Regions from separate parts of the Mus musculus genome. Here region 1 is linked to region 2. The links are chromatin contacts, called in public capture Hi-C maps. All regions are on one chromosome and are shown on one strand. The core of a region is the stretch at or near the end of the contact, and the rest is flanking DNA. Distances in the headings are between cores, read along the strand shown.

Region 1 (4,029 bases), core at 759-3,258, 450 kb before region 2:
ACCCATGTAAAACCCCAGGTGTCACAGTGTGCCTGTACCTCAGTGCTGGGAAGAGGAAGTCAGAAGCCCAGGGGCTTGCTGGCAAGTCAGTCTAGCCACATTCACCAGCCCCAGGTTCAGTGAAAGACCCTTTGTCACAATAGGAGGAGAGTAATAGAATAAAACATCTGACATGGACTTTTGGCCTCCACCTGCAGTCACGGGCACACACCCACACACACAGGCATGTACACACACATACTCTCCAACACACACTCACATAAAGAAAGTAATATGCTTGTGTCTGGAGTTCCATTATGACGGAAGCCAGAGACTAACATTTTCTTCTCTGCCCTGCTAACTAGGATGGATAGCTACAAATTTCTTCTCTCCCAGAGCCCATCAAGGCCTAACACTTGTCACTCAGGATTGGGCTAGAGATCACTTAAAATAATAGCAACATCGGTTGACTGAACTGAGAAAGATAAAAGCAAGCAAATAACATTGCATTTAATCATAATTATTTAGCACAGTGTGCTTGAAATGTATGTGAATGCATGCTCCATTTAGATATAATCAACTTTGTACACTGCAATAGTTGCTTATCAAACAAATCAATTTAATATTCATATTCTGTTTGTCTGGTGCCATTAATCACACTAAATGAAAAAATTGATATGTTTGAGGCACAATATTTTCAGGTCAAAGTTACCTTAGCTGATTTGCACAGAACTAAACTAAAATGCTGGATTCACTTAAAGCTGAGCTAGGTCTGGAGGGACTTCTTAGATCCTTTGCTCTCTGAGTTAATTTTTTACTGAAATGGACCTCCAAAAGGCCCTGTTTATGTTAGCCTATAGGCTTCAGGCTTTTCTTTAGGAGTGGGGAGAGAGGAAAGTGCTGAAGTGTGTGTGTGTGTGTGTGTGTGTGTGTGTGTGCCCTTGGGTAGCATCTTCAACTGCTCTGGACCTAATTTACTTGAGTCAGGGTCCTTCATGAAACCTGAAGGTTGCCCCTTTGGCTGTGGGTTCTCAGGAATCCACTCATCTCTGCATCCCCGCCCCCCCCTCCCCCCAATCCTAAGGCTGGGCTCAGCCTAAGCATCTGCATCTGTAAAGCAAGGAACTGAGAGAGTTCTGCTGAGGTCCCTTGGGGCATGAATTTTGCATTGACAATCCATTGTAGGACAGGATGGAATAATGGTTCTTTTGTCATTCTCTTGGGGCGGTTACTGACGATGGGAATCACACAGACAGATGCAGGCATCTCATGGAATGAGGTCTAACTGAATAATGGCTATGTTTTGAGGCGCTTGTTTCCTTAAAGGGTAAGAATATGATCTTTCTTGATGTTTTGTTTTGAGAAACAAGCGTTTCGATATTTGGGTACTCGGGGATAGAAAAGTGCAATACTGGACGCATTTTTAAATTTAGAAGTGCTTGGTGCACTTCCGAGTGCACTGGGGCAAAGTACTTAGGTCTGGTGGTGTCTTAGGGTAGAGCTGCGAGGCGTGGCGTTGGGATCAAAACAGGTTTGACTGCTAAACTGGCACTGGAGCAGCGCAGCCTTCAGGGGAGGGCCCCGGGGCAGGTGACAGGAGATCACCTGCGGGGCTGGCGCCACGCTGCAGCACCGGACGAGCCGCGCCTGCTCCCACGTGGACAGAGATCAGGTGATGTCTCAGTCCAGGTGGCTCTGGGGATGTGGGGCAGGAGAGGGAGATACAAGCTCACTTAGCTTTCATACTTGGTGGTCTGGATCTTGCTGGGGAGGTGGAGCCGTGTGTGAATAGGTTGCCGGGTGGGAGTGCGAGCTGTGGCCCAGCACTTCGGATCCCTTTGGTTGTGCTTGGAACCCAATGCTGTTGGGCAGGGGTAGCCCCTGGCGGTGCCAACACTGAGGGTTGTGCTCCGTAGCCGCGGGTCCCTTGGCTCCACTTTCAGGGAGCGAGCCGCGAACTCGTGAGCAGTTCTGGGAGGAGGGGGGTGGATTAGGAGGGGTGCAGGGGGAGGAGCCGGGACCACTGCCGAAGGACGTCCGCCCTACTCCAGGGGAGACGTTGTCTCTGCTGCCCGGCCATGCCGCACCTTTTCAGGCTTCGGCTCCCTTCCTGAGGCCCCGCCCTGGGGGGCAGCACCCACCCTGGGAGCCCGGGCTGCGGCCAGGGGCATGAGAACAGCCAAGCGCCCGCGCCTCCTCGGCCGAGGCCGCGCAGACTTGCGATGGCGGTGCAGCTGGCCCGCTGCAGTGTAGGGTAAGTGAACATCTGGAAGGTGGGTGTCCTGCTCCGATGCTGTGACCTTTTGACTTTCCAACCCAGGAAAGCCGGAGTTGCAGTAGTTAATTTTATCTAACATTTCACAGCCAGCTGTCCTGGACACAACCTCACATCCTAGGTTCCTTAATTGAGCCTTTAGCTCCATCTTCTGATCTTGTTCCGAGCCCACAAACTAAAGTATTTCATTGCTCATTGCAAGATGCAGGTTCATCCTCCTCCCCACCTGAAGAATGAATGGAGGTTTTCCGGTAAGGACACTACATGCACAAGTCAAGCTGTCAGGCTTGTGCTGAGTGGCACATGATTAGCAGAGTGTCTGTACTCTTGGAAGCTGTGGGAGGCTGAATCCTGAGGGGAAATGATGCAAATGAAAGAGAAATGAAAGAATAGACAGTGGGAGCCCAGCTACCAGAGAAAGCTCCAGACGCAGTCCAGTCGTTTCTCTTCTATTGCTGTTTTGACCCCTCCCCCATCTTTTACTGAAGGTAACAAAACAACATAAACTAGTGGGTAAACTGTCCACCTCTTTTTAAAGATCCGTCACTGCCCGTATATATGAGATGGAGATTTTTGGCAAAATTTCAGGGGGATAATATAGCTAAGCACGAGTCAAGAAAATCCGTTTTTCCTTTGAAAGGGGTTTTATTTCCTGACACAGCTATCTTGTATGTATGGATGGGAAATGGTATTAAGTATAGCAGAAAGGTTCTGGGAAAAATAGTAACTTCATATTTACTCTTTTCTTTCTTTTTTTCTTTTTGCTGTGTAAGAAAAATAACTGTAGGTACATTATGAGATAATAAGGGTACTTTAAACTGTGGTCTGCCCTCAGGCAATTTCAGTATGCTGTCCACACAGCACTGCTGCCAGAAGCCAGGTTCTGATTGGCCACTTCAGTGTGAGGAACTCAGTGTTTGGAGTTATATCCTGCTCCTGTCAGAAAAGCCGTGTTTACACTGAGCTGACTTCTGCTTGTGTCTCCTCAGTCCTGCCCCAGCCAACAACCTTTCAACTTCCAAGATTACATTCAGGATGTCTACTTCTCTTTGAAAAGAAAGTCTAAAACTTTAAATTTGGAGCTCACTCCCTAAAAAAAAGTAAAGAAAAGAAAAAGAAAGAAAGCAGAGAAGACAGTAGAGAAAGGAAAGATGTGTGGTGATAGAGTTTCTGTCTGCTTTAGCTGGCTGCTGTAAGGATGAAACTGTTAACCCACACAGTGCATACAGGTGCTCGGGAGACAGAATGTTTTACTTTTCTTTAATGAGTAACCAAACTCGAGTTAAACACATCAGCTTATCCTGAAACCATCAAGCAAATACTCTGAGCTTGACTAAAAACTCATACGTCCCTGTTGTTGTCAAGCTGACTTTCTTCCTCTTTAATCTGTGCAGCTTGGTGGTTTTGAGGGGGAACGCTTTCTCTCTTGGTTTATATTACTTTAAACCTCTAACTTCCACTTTAATGCATCCATCCCAGCTTTGATTCTGACATTCATTGTGTCAATTCTACACATCTGAGGAATTTGCTTGAAGTTCAAGTCAATGCAATGCACAGGGCAGGCTTTTATGTTGAAGGTTGCACAGTTAGAAGCCGGTGGCACAGCAGAGATGGTTCCAGGATTTTGAAGTCTGGTACTTATTATTCCTTTTCCAAAAATGAGGTTAATGCCATCCACTTTCAGGGTGAGTGCTGAAATTCAAAGTACTGAAAAAGCCAATCACAAGAGTGGCCGGAGATCTAGTTGGTCTCTAGCAGATATTGCTCGAATTAGT
Region 2 (3,789 bases), core at 981-3,480:
AAGACGTACTGGAGAAAATGAGTAATTTAAGCATACAGGTATTTATGGTAAAATCAAACCAGAAGAAACAAAGCTACTGCAGGGTTCTTTTTAACAAAAGATATCCAAATGGTCTCAAGAAGAACCATTTGTGTTGCCACGTTCTCTTAGAACTGCCTGGGACTGCCTCCAAGAAATTCTAAAACGGTCTAATCTCTCCCAGAGGGCCTTCAGAGAACAACCCCACTCCATAATTGTTACCTTACAGAATGTATCCCTTCTCCTCCCACTAAGGCACCAAGGAGCTAGAAGACCTCCACTCTGAGAGCAGGGAGGTGGAGTTTAGGAATGGGAAGGACGGCATGCACAGAATCAATGCTTTCTCCTCCAACTTGTCTCACATACAGGTGAACATCTCAGGCCTGTCGAACAGTCCTGTTGACTACAGTGTGCCCATAAAGAACCTGATGCCTAAAAGCTTAAAATTTTTTTCTTTCATTTTCTTTCCTCCCACCACCTCTCCCAGAAACCATAGGGCATTTAAGCAAAGCATAGTGGGCCCAGAATGCCATTCTTAATGTGGGAAGAACACACTATCTAATGTGCCCAGAACATAAACAAGGAAGGACTTGAGTGGTTAACTGTAAAAAGGATCAGCCCCAGACACATTTCCTTGTCGGTATAGCCTTCAGCAGGGCAGAAGCACGCCCTACCGGAGCACAGCATGCAATTTGGACTCAATTCTGGAGAACGCTGTGCAGTGCAGGTGAGCTCACCAAGTTGACTAATCACTAACTGCGTGGCATAAAGCTACACGCACCCCTCCCCCTAGGCTTTTCAGAAGCAACAATGTTTGCAAACCATCAGAGTTCCCAGTGAAGAATTAGAAGAATTTTGCGGATTTCATTGCTCGACTACCCATTAACCTCTACCTTTCCACACCGGCCAAGAAATTGTCTCAGTAGCCCTGACTGTACTACAACCACCCAAATTAAATTCCTCTTCGCTGAGCAGGAGCATAAACACTGACAATTGGAGTGGCAGGGAGACACTTGTAGCTGTTATTTCTTCTGAAGAATTTGAGGAACTAAGAATAATTATTTAAAATACCAACTATTCTAGACAGGCTTGTCACTAACAGGGAAGATATTTCAGCTTAAATGTATACTTAACCATGTAACTATATGTTTATATATTTATGCATTTAAGTACATATCTATTCCATTGACATCACTCATTTGTAGAACATGTTTTTACAAAAAGAAAAAATGGTTTATTTAATAAGGTCTTTTTCTTTCAATATTATCATCCCACCCATTGTTGCAACATAAAGATGTGGTTTAAAGAATTTCTCTTCTCAAAGAATGCCTTGTATCCCCTTCAACCAAGTAGGCACACTCTGGGAGGCCAGCCAGGAAGTGGGAACGGCCTCCTATATAAAACTGGATTTTTATATGTACATTAAAACAGGATTCTACCTGTATTGCAGTAAGAGCACACCATTAAAACTTGAATTCTTTTCTTTGAAACCCCCTCCCCAAGGAAGGCAAAAATAGATTTAATTTTTTTCCCCTTAAAATTTTGGCAATAGCTTTAGCTTTTGAGGTGCTGTAACACTTTCTTTGGCTAGAAAAGTTTATGCAAACCAAGCTCAAAATGTCTACACCTTGCCTTAAGAACTCTATTTTGACACGCTCAAGACAGCACCAGGAGTGTGTCATTTGCCTACAGGAAGACAACAGAGAATGGCCTGTAAAGTAACACAAGGTTTCCAGACATGAAAAGGGTGTCATTAAGCCACCAGGCCAGAGTTTCCCTTTCCTCCCTCCTCAAACCAGGCCTGGGCGAGGGTGGGGACAGGGTGGAGTGGGCGAGGAGGGACAGGTCCGCACCGCACCTGCGGTTCTGTACCCCCCCCACCCCCTCCCTCCTGGGCGGGCCCGGTGCGGGGCTTGGCAGGCAGCGCTGTCCGCGGATCCACGGAAGCCTCCTCCTCCTCCGACCCGCGCGCGCGCCCCCACCCGCGCGCTCCCAGCTGCCGTGGGAATGGGCCACCCCCGGGACCGCGCCGAGCCTCAGCCCCGCCGGCCCCCACCCCCGCCCCGCGGCCGCCCACGCCGGGATCTGCGTCACTCGGCCGCGCGTGGGCGGGAGCCGGAGCGGCGAATGGAGCAAGAGCGGAATCTCCCGATGTGACAGCGCGCGGGGCGGGGCGGGGGCGGCGGAGGTGGCGGGGGAGGGAGAGGGAGAGGCCGAGGGAGGGGCGGCGGGAGAGGCCTAGGGAGGGCGCCCGGGGCCGCCGCCGCCCGCCTCCGCCCGAGCCTCCGCCCGCGCGACCGAGCGAGCGCCGTCGGGGCGGGCGGGGGACGGAGCGCGCGCCCACCGCGTCCCTGCCCCCCTCGATGGGCGCGGGGGCGTCCCGGCCGCCGCAGCCGCCGCAGGAGCCCGGCAGAGCCGTCGTCGCGGAGCGCGCCGCAGCTGCGGGCCGCGTAGGTACCGGGAGGGCCTCGAGATGGAGCGGGGGGCGCGGACGCGTGGCTCGGCGGGGCCGTCGCGTCCTGCCGGGCGGGGGGCGCGGGCTGTGCGGGGAGGACGCGCTCGCGGGCCCGCGTGGGGTGCCAGCTCCGGGGCGACCAGGGACTTCCGAAAAGTGCCGCTGAGTCTCCGCTTTCTTCCTGTTATCCGCCCCTTCCTACTGTAGTTGTGTTTTCAGAGCGGAAGGAGAGTTTTGCTTGGAAGTGGCTTTCAGAAACTTGGCACCCAGGTGCAGGGAAGCGGGAGTCGCCGAGCCTTTGAGGCTGAGTGGGGAATGTGCAGACACGTGTAGGACAGAGAAGCTTTGGACGCAGGTGTGTGACCTTACGGGGACAGACACCGAAGTACGGTCAACCCGGGAGATCTGCAAGGAATCTCCTGGGTAGAGCTGGAATTTGCGTCTGTAGGTTGAGCTGACCAAGTTTTGCAGCGGGCGACCAGCGGGAACCGTGCCCTGGCTCAGGGAGGCTTGGGAAATTTTGGATTGCCTGCTAATTTACAATTTGATCCGAAAGAGCTGGTTTGGAGTAAGTTGTCACTACCGATTGGTTTGCCAGTGACGTGCCTGCCAACTTTACGGAGTGCAAAGATCAGAATCTCTAAGGAGATTCTAAGATCTCGTATAAAAATATTTTGGCAGTTTTAATAGTTAATATTAGATTGCATAGGAGCAGAGGAACCGAATTTAAAATAAGATTAGTCACATCCGAAATGGTTCGCTGTTTTGTACACGCAGCGAATTACCCTTTTTAAATATTCACTTTTTGAAAAATCTTTCTTTGTACAATATATGTTATGACATTTATAATTCATCTGCCGGTTTTAAGAAGAGATACTGGAGAGAGGATGTATAGGGTCCATTGTATCGGATAGCCGACCAGGGTGGAGGCTATCTTCCTGAGATTCAAAGAGCTGCTTCACACCCAGCTTCTGTGCCAGCACAAGTGACTTGGATTGAAGGTTTCTTCCTCCAGCTTGCATCTTTTGAGACATTTAATTCTGTTCTTTCAGTAAGCTCAAGCAGATAAATAAGTATGCTGTTGAGAATTTGTAGATAGGCAGTGCAGTCAGCCTTCTTCATCTCTGTTTCCAGTTTAGATACTGGAACATTACATCTTGAAAGAAAATAATTTCAAGAAGTGCTAGGGAGATAATTTGTTTCTTTCTTTCTTTCTTTCTTTTCTTTTTCTTTTTTTTTTTTTTTTTTTTTTTTTTTTTTGACTTGACCATCTTATGCTTAGCCTGCCATTCCACTACTGAGCATGCTTTTTCTCT

The links. Capture Hi-C pulls out chosen DNA fragments and counts their contacts.
Region 1: a contact with region 2 is called in a capture Hi-C map of macrophages, with 4 times the contacts expected there. The contact joins the promoter of 1700019D03Rik here to the promoter of Nab1 in region 2. A contact is called at or near these places in 5 of 39 promoter capture datasets (the HPC-7 cell line, cranial neural crest, embryonic stem cells and 2 more), 2 of 484 Hi-C or Micro-C datasets (embryonic stem cells and large pre-B cells), 5 of 115 datasets of contacts at active chromatin or transcription factors (bone marrow-derived macrophages, embryonic stem cells and large pre-B cells) and 3 of 9 other capture datasets (adipose tissue, embryonic stem cells and macrophages).

Annotation. Positions count from the first base shown.
Region 1 is chr1:52,950,819-52,954,847 of GRCm38.p6, reverse strand. 1700019D03Rik (RIKEN cDNA 1700019D03 gene) reads left to right here and starts at 2,008. Exons shown (of 2, transcript NM_144953.3): 1 at 2,008-2,233.
Region 2 is chr1:52,498,889-52,502,677 of GRCm38.p6, reverse strand. It overlaps Nab1 (Ngfi-A binding protein 1), which reads left to right and starts at 2,230. Exons shown (of 8, transcript NM_008667.3): 1 at 2,230-2,468.